Linked DNA regions of Mus musculus: region 1 is linked to region 2. Evidence: chromatin contacts called from public HiChIP or PLAC-seq data. All regions are on one chromosome and are shown on one strand. The core of a region is the stretch at or near the end of the contact, and the rest is flanking DNA. Distances in the headings are between cores, read along the strand shown. Region 1 overlaps Gm30453 (a long non-coding RNA gene). Region 2 overlaps Pdik1l (PDLIM1 interacting kinase 1 like).

Region 1 (4,450 bases), core at 789-3,288, 160 kb before region 2:
GTGTTTGAGGCCAGTCAGATCTACATAGCTAGTTTCAGGGCAGCCAGGACTACACAAAGAAACCCAGTCTTGAAAATAAAATACTGTCACATAAATCAAAGGCGTGTCAGTATATCCACAAATGAATGTTGGCTATAAAGTGTGGAAGGGCGTAGAAGGTATCAAAGGTTCTGGAAGCTTCTCCACAAAGTGAGATATTTACGCAAGCCTCCAGGCGAAGAGGCCAAGTCTCAGAAGGGAACCCTAGGAATGGAGCGCCCGGCAGTCCTTGGGAGGACACAGGCCCTGCCTTCACAAACACAGCACAATGTGGTGTAAGGGTAGGTGGTGGCAGGCATAGCCAGGCTCAGGATTCACCTCCTGTCCCAGGGACAAGTCTAAGAGGGAGACACATGGCATCAATTTATCTCTGTGGGTCCAATAATCTGGTCCCTGGCAGAGAGCATAGCCAAGGCCCTCCTCTAGTACTGTGGTCTAGAGGGATGCTGGAGCTTGGGGCTGCTGGTGAGAACCTTGCCTCCGTGTGGAGAGTCAACAACCCTGCTAAGGATTTCCCTTGCCAATAAGTCCACTTTCTGCTTAGACTAGATTCTCTATTTTGTTGTGACTAGCAGACCCCTAACACCATCTTCTATTCCTTGAATTTTGTGCATACGGGGATCCCAAAAGGAACCCAGCTGAGAACTGACAGCCCACCCTCATCTATCCACAGTCCATAATCATACATTCCACTCTGGGATGGGAGCCCCTGTGCTCTAAGGAAAACGCAACACAGCCGCCCTTCCATGTGAACCAAACACACTTTATTCACTGTTATGGCTTGAATGTAAAGTGTCCTCCTGCAGTCTCCTGTGTTTGAAGGCTTGGTTCCTAGCTACTTGGGTTCCTAGTCTTCGATGTTTAGAGGAGTTGTGGGAACTTCTGGATGTCTGGCCTAGCTGGTGGAAGTGGATCCCTGGGGAGGGCCTTTGCACATGACACCTACTACCAAGTCAGGCCCAAGCTCTCTCCTACTTCCAGACCCTCCAGGGAGGGGTGAAGGAGCCATGCTGGAGCACCACCCCCCTACCATGCTTTCCCTACCATGATGGACTCTATGAAGCCAAGGATCACCTTGGATTTCTGCCCTCAGCTCCGCATTAGGCCTGAAGGAAGTTTTCTAAGAGCACATAGCTAGCAAGTGGGGATCGCGGGCTGATCGCTCCTCTGACCCCAGTGCTTTGGGACATGGTCTCTGCTTATTGAGCACAGTGTCCCCGTTTTCCGTCAGCTATCCCATTTGTGCTGGGTGTGACTCTTTCCCAAACCGTGAACATTATTTAGTTCACTTGCCTATCCTTGAGGCCTTCCGCTTAGCACCGTCCGGGTGCGGGGCATCAGGGCTTTCGTCCACAGCTGCGCTGCGGAACCTTCGTGACTAAGCCTTTCATTCTTTTTCTTCTTTCTAGTTCCTCCTCATGTGTACACGGGTATGCTTTTGCATGCGTGAGGGTGCACATATGTGCAAACGTGGAGGCTCAAGATCAAAGCCAGGGCTTATCCTGGACAGCTCTTCATTGAGGCAGGCTCTCTCAATCAAACCCAGAGCTCACTGATACAGTCTTGCTAGGCAGCTAGATCAAAGGATCCCACATCTCTGCCTTCAAAGGCTAGAATTGCAGGCAGTTGCCACAACTCCCCAACATTTAAGTTTCTGGGGCTTTGAACTCCAGGCCACAGGCTTCTGCAGCAAGCGCTTTAATCCCCGAGGTACCTCCCCAGCCTGGATTCCTTATTAATTAATCAATTATTGATTGTTAATAATTAATAATAAATTAATTATTTTTATAAAACCGGGTCAGGATTATCGAGTGAACACTATATTCCCTTTAAGTTCTGCCAGATTGATTCAGTGAAGTCAGACAGCTTTCCAGGTAGGAGAGAGGACACAGCAGATAGATCCCCATGTGACTGCACCCAGCATCAGCCCACAGAGAGGCACAGGCGCCGGGAGATGAGGCCGGGTCTCCACAACATTAGTCACTGTCTGCTTCCCCTTCCCAGGAGGCCCGAGGGGCGAGGCTCCAATTATGCTGAATTGATGAGGGACTTCAGGATGATGCAAGGCTGAGAGAGTCGATGTCAGAGACAAAGTGGGAGATCAGAACCACTCTGCCCAGAGGAAAGCCAGGAAGGGCCAGGTCTCCAGTGAGTAGGGAAACAGGTGGCAGGGTGACAATGTAAGTCCAAGGTGTCTGGGATCTGGCTCTGGTCCTGACTGTCCAAGGAAACGAATGAAAAGCAGTATGGCCTCTAATTTCTCTAATCTCCAATTTCCCCATCCAAAAACTTGTGTGTGTGTGTGTGTGTGTGTGTGTGTGTGTGTGTGTGTGTGTGGTGTGCATATGTGTATATGCATATGTATGTCTTTGGGGTTATTTTATACGTCTTTGTGTGTGTGTTTGTGTGTGTGTGAGAGACAAACAATGTATACAAATAAATGTATATGATGCTGGTAGTGGTGGCAGACATTTTTAATCACAGCAGGTGGGAGGTTGAAGGCAAGAGGATCTGGAGTAGCCAGCCTCAGCAACATAGTCTGAAGATAGCCTGGGCTATAAGAGACTGACCCTGCCTCGGGAAAAAAAAAGGTTTGGGGAGTGGACAGCCTGGGCTAGTAAGATAGCTCAATTACTACAGCTTTTGCTTTTTAAGTATGGGGACATGAAGGTGGGCGGTGGTGGCACACGCCTTTAATCCCAGCACTTGGGAGGCAGAGGCAGGCAAATTTCTGAGTTTGCGGCCAGCCTGGTCTAGAGAGTGAGTTCCAGGACAGCCAAGGCTACACAGGGGAACCCTATCTCAAAAAACAAACAAACAAGCAAACAAAAGTATGGAGACAGGAGTTTAATCTCAGAAACCATGTTTTAAATAAGTAAAGGTAGGTGTGGCGGCAGACTTTTAATTCCAGTGCTGAGGAGGTGGAGACAGGCAGATCTGGGACTCACTGCCATCCAGCCTAGCCTACTTGGCCAGTTCTAAGCCACTGAGAGACCCCAGCTAAAACCAAAACTCGACGTGACATTGTCTTCTGGCCACTACACACACACACACACACACACACACACACACACACACACACACCCCGCACTGCTTACATTTTTAAAATCCTTAAAAATATGTGCATCTGCATACATACAAAAATAATTTGTAAATATTAGAGAAATACCCAGGCCTGGCAGTGCCCCTGCTTAGCCCCAACCCTCTGCTCAGAGCCTGTTGCAGGTACCCTGTGAATGCATGAGTCCTGAACAAGCAGAGCCACATAGAAACCCCATGATTGTTAATTACATTGCTGTTGCTGCTGTTACAAAACACCATAACCAACGTAAGGAAAAGGCGGTTTGTTTTGGCTTAAGGTCCAGAGGGACCATCTTGGTAAGTCAGAGGCACGGCAGCGAGCTGCAGGTACAGCAGCAGAGGCAGGAGGCTAAGAGGTCGCATCTCATAATCCTAGCTCTGGGGGTAGAGGCCAGCAGGTCCTTGGGCTCCCTGACCGGTCAGACTAGCCTACTTGTCAGGTCTCAGGCTGGTGAGGAACCTTATCTCAGAGAGAGAGAGAGAGAGAGAGAGAGAGAGAGAGAGAGAGAGAGAGAGAGAGAGAGGAAATAGAAAGGGAAGGAGGAGGGAGAAAAGAAAAAAGGAAGTAGGGAAGGGAAGAAAGGAAGGAAGGAAGGAAGGAAGGAAGGAAGGAAGGAAGGGAGGGAGGGAGGGAGGGAGGGAGGGAGGGAGGGAGGGAGGAAAGAAGGAAGGGTAGATGTTTAGATGGTACCTGTGGAAAGACAATTGATATGCTTTGCCTCCCTCTGTCTCTCTGTCTCTGACTCTCTGTCTCTCTGCCCTGTCTCTGTCTCTCCTTCCTCTGCTCTCTCTCTCTCTCTATCTCTTTTTCTGGTGTCCAGATCCCGGTTCTGACTGGCAGTGAGGACACTGGCCTGTGGGTGGAGGCCCTGGCTACAGCAGCAGAGCATCTCCAGCTCCTTAAGAAGTCTCCTGCACGACTGATGTTCATCTGTTTCTCCACACCAGCCACGGCATCCTGAAGAGGCCATGCCTTTCGGACGACACTCGTGTGCTTTTACTTGTTATCTCTTCTGCCTCCTCTGCTACAACACTCTGCTGATCTTCAATACTGTGGTGGTGGTGGCCAGACCCCAAGATGCTCCCACCAGGACCTAGTGCTGTCGCCATGATCTTGTTCACCAAAGCCATGGAGGACCCATCTCTGCAATGTGTGCAATGTGTGCTGTGCTGGGGGTGACAGTTGAGGCCTACTTGATGCTCGATGAGTAGGGGAGTTTGCCACTGAGACTAACGACTTAAATTTCCTCCCTGAAACCGGCACGATGAAGAGAGAGAACCAACTGCCAGGGAACTTGTCCTCTGACCTCCACAAGTCACCGTCCCATGA
Region 2 (4,442 bases), core at 901-3,400:
AAAGACGAGTGATACTTGGGAATTTTGGATAATTGCTAAAGGAAAAAATGCAATCAAGAAATTGTGCACAGTGCCTTGCCCATAATAGGTACTCAATAAACAGTTATCCCTCATAGTCTGTTGCCATGGTTTCTAGTGTTTTATGAAATTTGTCTTAATTGAAAAAAAAAAAGACCAAATATTTCCACTAAAGCTTATAGGCAGCTGTGTCCAGTCACTGTAGGGTTGTACAGTTAGTTCCTAGGCTATTAATTTGCACCTGTTGTCACTTAGAAACATGGGGTTCTGTAGATTCTTGGTGCTAAGGGATACTTTGTCATTCTGATGAAGTAAGTGTTAAGTGTCAGAAAAATAGCACAGAATAGTTCTTTCTGCAGGTCTGGGTTTTTGTTTTTAATTGTAAAATGTTACCAATCAAACTATTGTAGCAGCTACAAAATAATTCACCAGCATGACAAAATAGTCAAAAAAAAAAAAAAAAAGATGTCATCAGCACATCAGAAAAGAAGGCAACTTTAAAACTTTTCTTTTAAAATTGTCAAATATATTTTATGAAGAATTTATAAAGGGGGAAAGTATTGTAATTTATTGTTCATGAGGTTTTTGGTTTTTTTTTTTTTAATAAAGTGAATTTCAACAAAAAACCTTGAAAGTTCTCTTGCTACTTTGAGTTGTACAGTTCTCTAAGTGATGAGTGTGAAGTGACCTACATCCTGGAAAAGTATTTACACTTGTGGAGTAAAAAATTCTCTCCTAGAAGCGGTTGCCAAGGACCGTGATTGGATTACAAGACTGTATATCATTTCAAGTTCTCCGCAACCGTAATGCTATCTGGCTATTTTTGCTTTTTAAGAGAAGTATGTATTGTTTAAGATTCTTGTTTCGCAGGGCATGGTGGCGCATGCCTTTAATCCCAGCACTTGGGAGGCAGAGGCAGGCGAATTTCTGAGTTCGAGGCCAGCCTGGTCTACGGAGTGAGTTCCAGGACAGCCAGGGCTACACAGAGAAACCCTGTCTCGAAAAAACAAAAAACAAGAAACAAAAAACAAAAACAAAAAGACTCTTGTTTTAAAATAGGTATTTTCTGTGTGTGAATGTCTTACTTACATATGTCTGCCCACTGTGCATGCAGTGCCCAAGGAGGCTGGATAAGGTTTCAGATTCCGCTGCAACTGGAGTTCCATGTGAACCTCCTTGTAGATGCTTCAGAATTGAACCGAAGGTCCTCCAAGAGGTCTTAACCACTGAACCATCTCTCTAACCCACAGATTCTTTTTTCCATTTATCCTATTTCTATTAAATGTACTAAGTGGATGCAATTTCAATTGATAACATGAGGCAATGACTTGTAAAGAAGTAGGGTTTAGCTGAGCATGGTGGCCCATGCCTTTGATTCCAGCACTTGGGAGCCAGGCCAGGCAACTGAGAATTTTGAGCTGACCAGCTCTACATACTGAGTTCTAGGCCAGACATCAAGGAGAAACCTCAGGGGGAAAAATTGCCATTGCCAGCCCAGTTTCTTTTGTAAAATGTATGGTTGCCTCAGCATACAATCTCCTGAGTAGCAGTGGAAAAGCTGAGGGACAGGAAGCAAGCCCCTGGCCTGCCTCCTACAGCAGCTAGAGCCTCTGAAAACAGATTTTGCACCTGATTATCTTTTTTAAAATTCAATTTTAAGCCCGAGGAGAGGCAGGCAGATCTCTGAGTTCAAGGCCAGCCTGGTCTACAGAGTGAGTTCCAGGACAGCCAGGGCTACTCAGAGACTCCTATCTCAGGATAGGAGGAAAATTAGAATTCAATTTCTACTGATAAATTTGCAGCTATCAACACTTTTGCAGTTTACAAAGCACCACCATATGCTGTTCATTCTTTTCATATCTTTTACTGGAAGTAGGAGCTGATTCCTGGTTTAGAACTGAAGGTAGAAACAGCAGGTGATGTCGGTCTCACCCCAGGACCATGACACCACCTAATCTCTGCCTCCAGTTGGCGGTCCTCTCACGGCAAAACTTTATCTTTCCAGCGGAAGGAGCCGGCCTTGTTTTGGCCTTCCTTTAAATTCAAATGTTGCTGTCTTGATCAGCCAATCAGACGATTTCTAAAGTGCTCCGCGAAACGACGGTTTGTGGGTAGAAAGTAACTCCGGTCTGAAAAAGCCTACAGAGGCCACACCTCTAGAAGGTGAAACGCGTTTTTTAAAGGTGGTACTTCCACCTAGGCAAAGAGTTTCCATTGGTTAGAAGTGAATTGCTTGAGAGAGAGAGAGAAAGAGAAAGAAGAAGGAGAGAGAGAGAAAGAAGAACGAGAGAGAGAGAGAAAGGAGAGAGAGAGAGAGAGAAAGAAGAAGAGGAGGGAAGGGAGGGGAGGGGAGGGGAGGGGAGAGGAGGGGAGGGGAGGGGAGGGAGTAGCCCTGGGCTTTGAAATTTTCTTCTCCTGTTCAACCTGGTATTTCAAGCTTAACCTGTTTTGAGCCGAAGTTAAGCAATTTGGTATTACTGAAGCTGTTGTGGTCTAGCACGCGAAAGATCCGGTATGGAAGAGTAACTTTTGCAAATAGCCACCTAAGTAAAATGTGTCCTTCCATAAATGGTCATCCATTCATTTGAGCCTCAGTTCCCATAGCTGCCAAATGAAAACGATAATTACATCTCATTGCATGTCGAGTTCGTCATCTTTGCTCGTGTCTTTGAAGTTTCTAAGAGAGCAGAGTTCTGGTCAGCCAGGGCTGCATAGTGTGACCCTTTCCCATAAAACAAGAACAACGACGTCATCAAAACACACCGCAAGGATTCCCGTGAGAGGAGGAAGGAAAGAATCACTGAGCCCTCTCCAGATATAGCTTTGATTGTCCCCACCTTGGCAGAATCTGGTGAAGGCACTGCCTGCTTTCCTCAGGAAAATGTTTGCCTATAATGTCAAGGGAGTACAAATATCAGGAGTCCATTGTCATGGACCCTAAGTTGAGGGATCCTGTGTTGGGGTGCCCAGCATGCCTCTGCTAGCACGCCTAACTTAAAGAGGCCATGCACCCAGGGATTCTAGTGAACCCACATGATTTTGGTTTTTGCCTTAGGTGACATTGTGTCAACTCAGCAAACTGCAGGTGACTTTTCAGTTCTAGGCATCACTCCCTGGTCCTCACAGGTGCAAGGCAAGTGCTCCTGATTTTAACACATACAATTTTTATACTTCAGATATATTATTGTACTTCAATTTGAAAAAAAAATTCTTTTTTGAGAGAGGGTTTTTTTTACTCTAGACTGACTTCAAACTAGGTATCTGAAAATAACCTTGAATTCCTGATTCTCCTGCCTCTACCTTCCAAGGGCATGGGTTATAGGTGTGCACCACCACATCTCATTTGTGCGTTGCTGAAGACTGAACCCAAGGCCTCCTGCCTGCGAGTCAAACACTCTACCAACTGAGCCATATCCCTTAGATAACACACATGAGGCCGGGACTCTGGCTCAGTGGCGGAACACATGTTAGCATGCCGAAGCCATGGCTTCCTTCCCCCAAATCATACACACACAAAGCAAACCAAGTCAGGCGTGGTGGAGCATGCCTTTAATTTATCAGAACTCAGGAGGGGGAGGGCGAGGTTGTGTGTAACTTTGAGGCTAGCCTGGTCTACATAGTGAGTTCCAGGTAAGCCAGAGCTACATAGTGAGATCCTGTCTCAAAATTGAAAGCAAAGGTGGACGGTGGTGGCGCATACCTTTAGTCCCATACTAGAGAAATAGAGGCACACAGGATCTCTGCATTTGAGGCCAGCCTGGTCTACAGAGTGAGTTCCAGGACAGCGAGGGCTACACAGAGAAACCCTGTCTTGAAAAACCAAAACCAAGCCAAAAGCAAAAGAAAACAAAATGTGCACGGGAGACCATCCACTGTGACTGACAGGAGGAAGGAGCAACCCTTCATCTTTCTGGTCCTATGTAACCTTATGAGTATCCTAACCTCTTCAATTCTGTTTCCCATGAGTATTTATTATTATTAAGGAGACAATCCCACTCTGTGGTCTAGCCTGGCCTCAGCCTCTTGGGTGCTGAGATTACAGACAGACACCACCTTGCTCAGTCTCCTGAATTTACACAGAGAGGACTCTTAACTTCTGATATACAAAGGTTCCCTTCAGGGAGCCGGTTGCAGAAATGTGCTGAGCACTTTATTGTTATGGGTGCCAGGATACTGAGGACCATTAGGAAGTAGCTTAAAGCTGTCCTTACTGCTGGTTGGCACTGCTGAAAGACATTGGGTTTTTGGCTCATTTGGTTTTTTTATTCAAGTTAGCTTCCATTTTTACTTCATTGATGAAGTTAGCATGTTCTATGTCAAGATGGCAACGTCTAGCCAGTCTTCTTGCCTTACAGCCCTCTGCAGATGTAAGTCTCAGCTCTCCTTTGCCCCACCTTCATTCCTCCGTGAGTATTATAATTCAA

Evidence for each region. HiChIP or PLAC-seq counts read pairs in DNA pulled down with a chosen protein or histone mark.
Region 1: an H3K27ac HiChIP or PLAC-seq map of embryonic stem cells shows a contact between it and region 2, with 5 read pairs. The contact joins two enhancer-like sites. A contact is called at or near these places in 6 of 39 promoter capture datasets (the 3T3-L1 cell line, embryonic stem cells, hematopoietic stem and progenitor cells and 2 more) and 2 of 115 datasets of contacts at active chromatin or transcription factors (both in embryonic stem cells).

The regions. Positions count from the first base shown.
Region 1 is chr4:134,433,974-134,438,423 of GRCm38.p6, reverse strand. Gm30453 (a long non-coding RNA gene) reads left to right here. Exons shown (of 3, transcript XR_390824.3): 3 at 3,942-4,450. Among named protein-coding and RNA genes, the nearest start is that of Gm30453, 12 kb to the left of the region's middle. Within about 2 kb of position 2,038, at least 26 of the 459 cell types and tissues checked have an H3K27ac peak or open chromatin away from gene starts, as enhancers often do. A contact at or near this core is called in embryonic stem cells, where this site is marked.
Region 2 is chr4:134,271,204-134,275,645 of GRCm38.p6, reverse strand. Pdik1l (PDLIM1 interacting kinase 1 like) reads left to right here. Exons shown (of 3, transcript NM_001163794.1): 3 at 1-644. Among named protein-coding and RNA genes, the nearest start is that of Pdik1l, 14 kb to the left of the region's middle. Within about 2 kb of position 2,150, at least 179 of the 459 cell types and tissues checked have an H3K27ac peak or open chromatin away from gene starts, as enhancers often do. A contact at or near this core is called in embryonic stem cells, where this site is marked.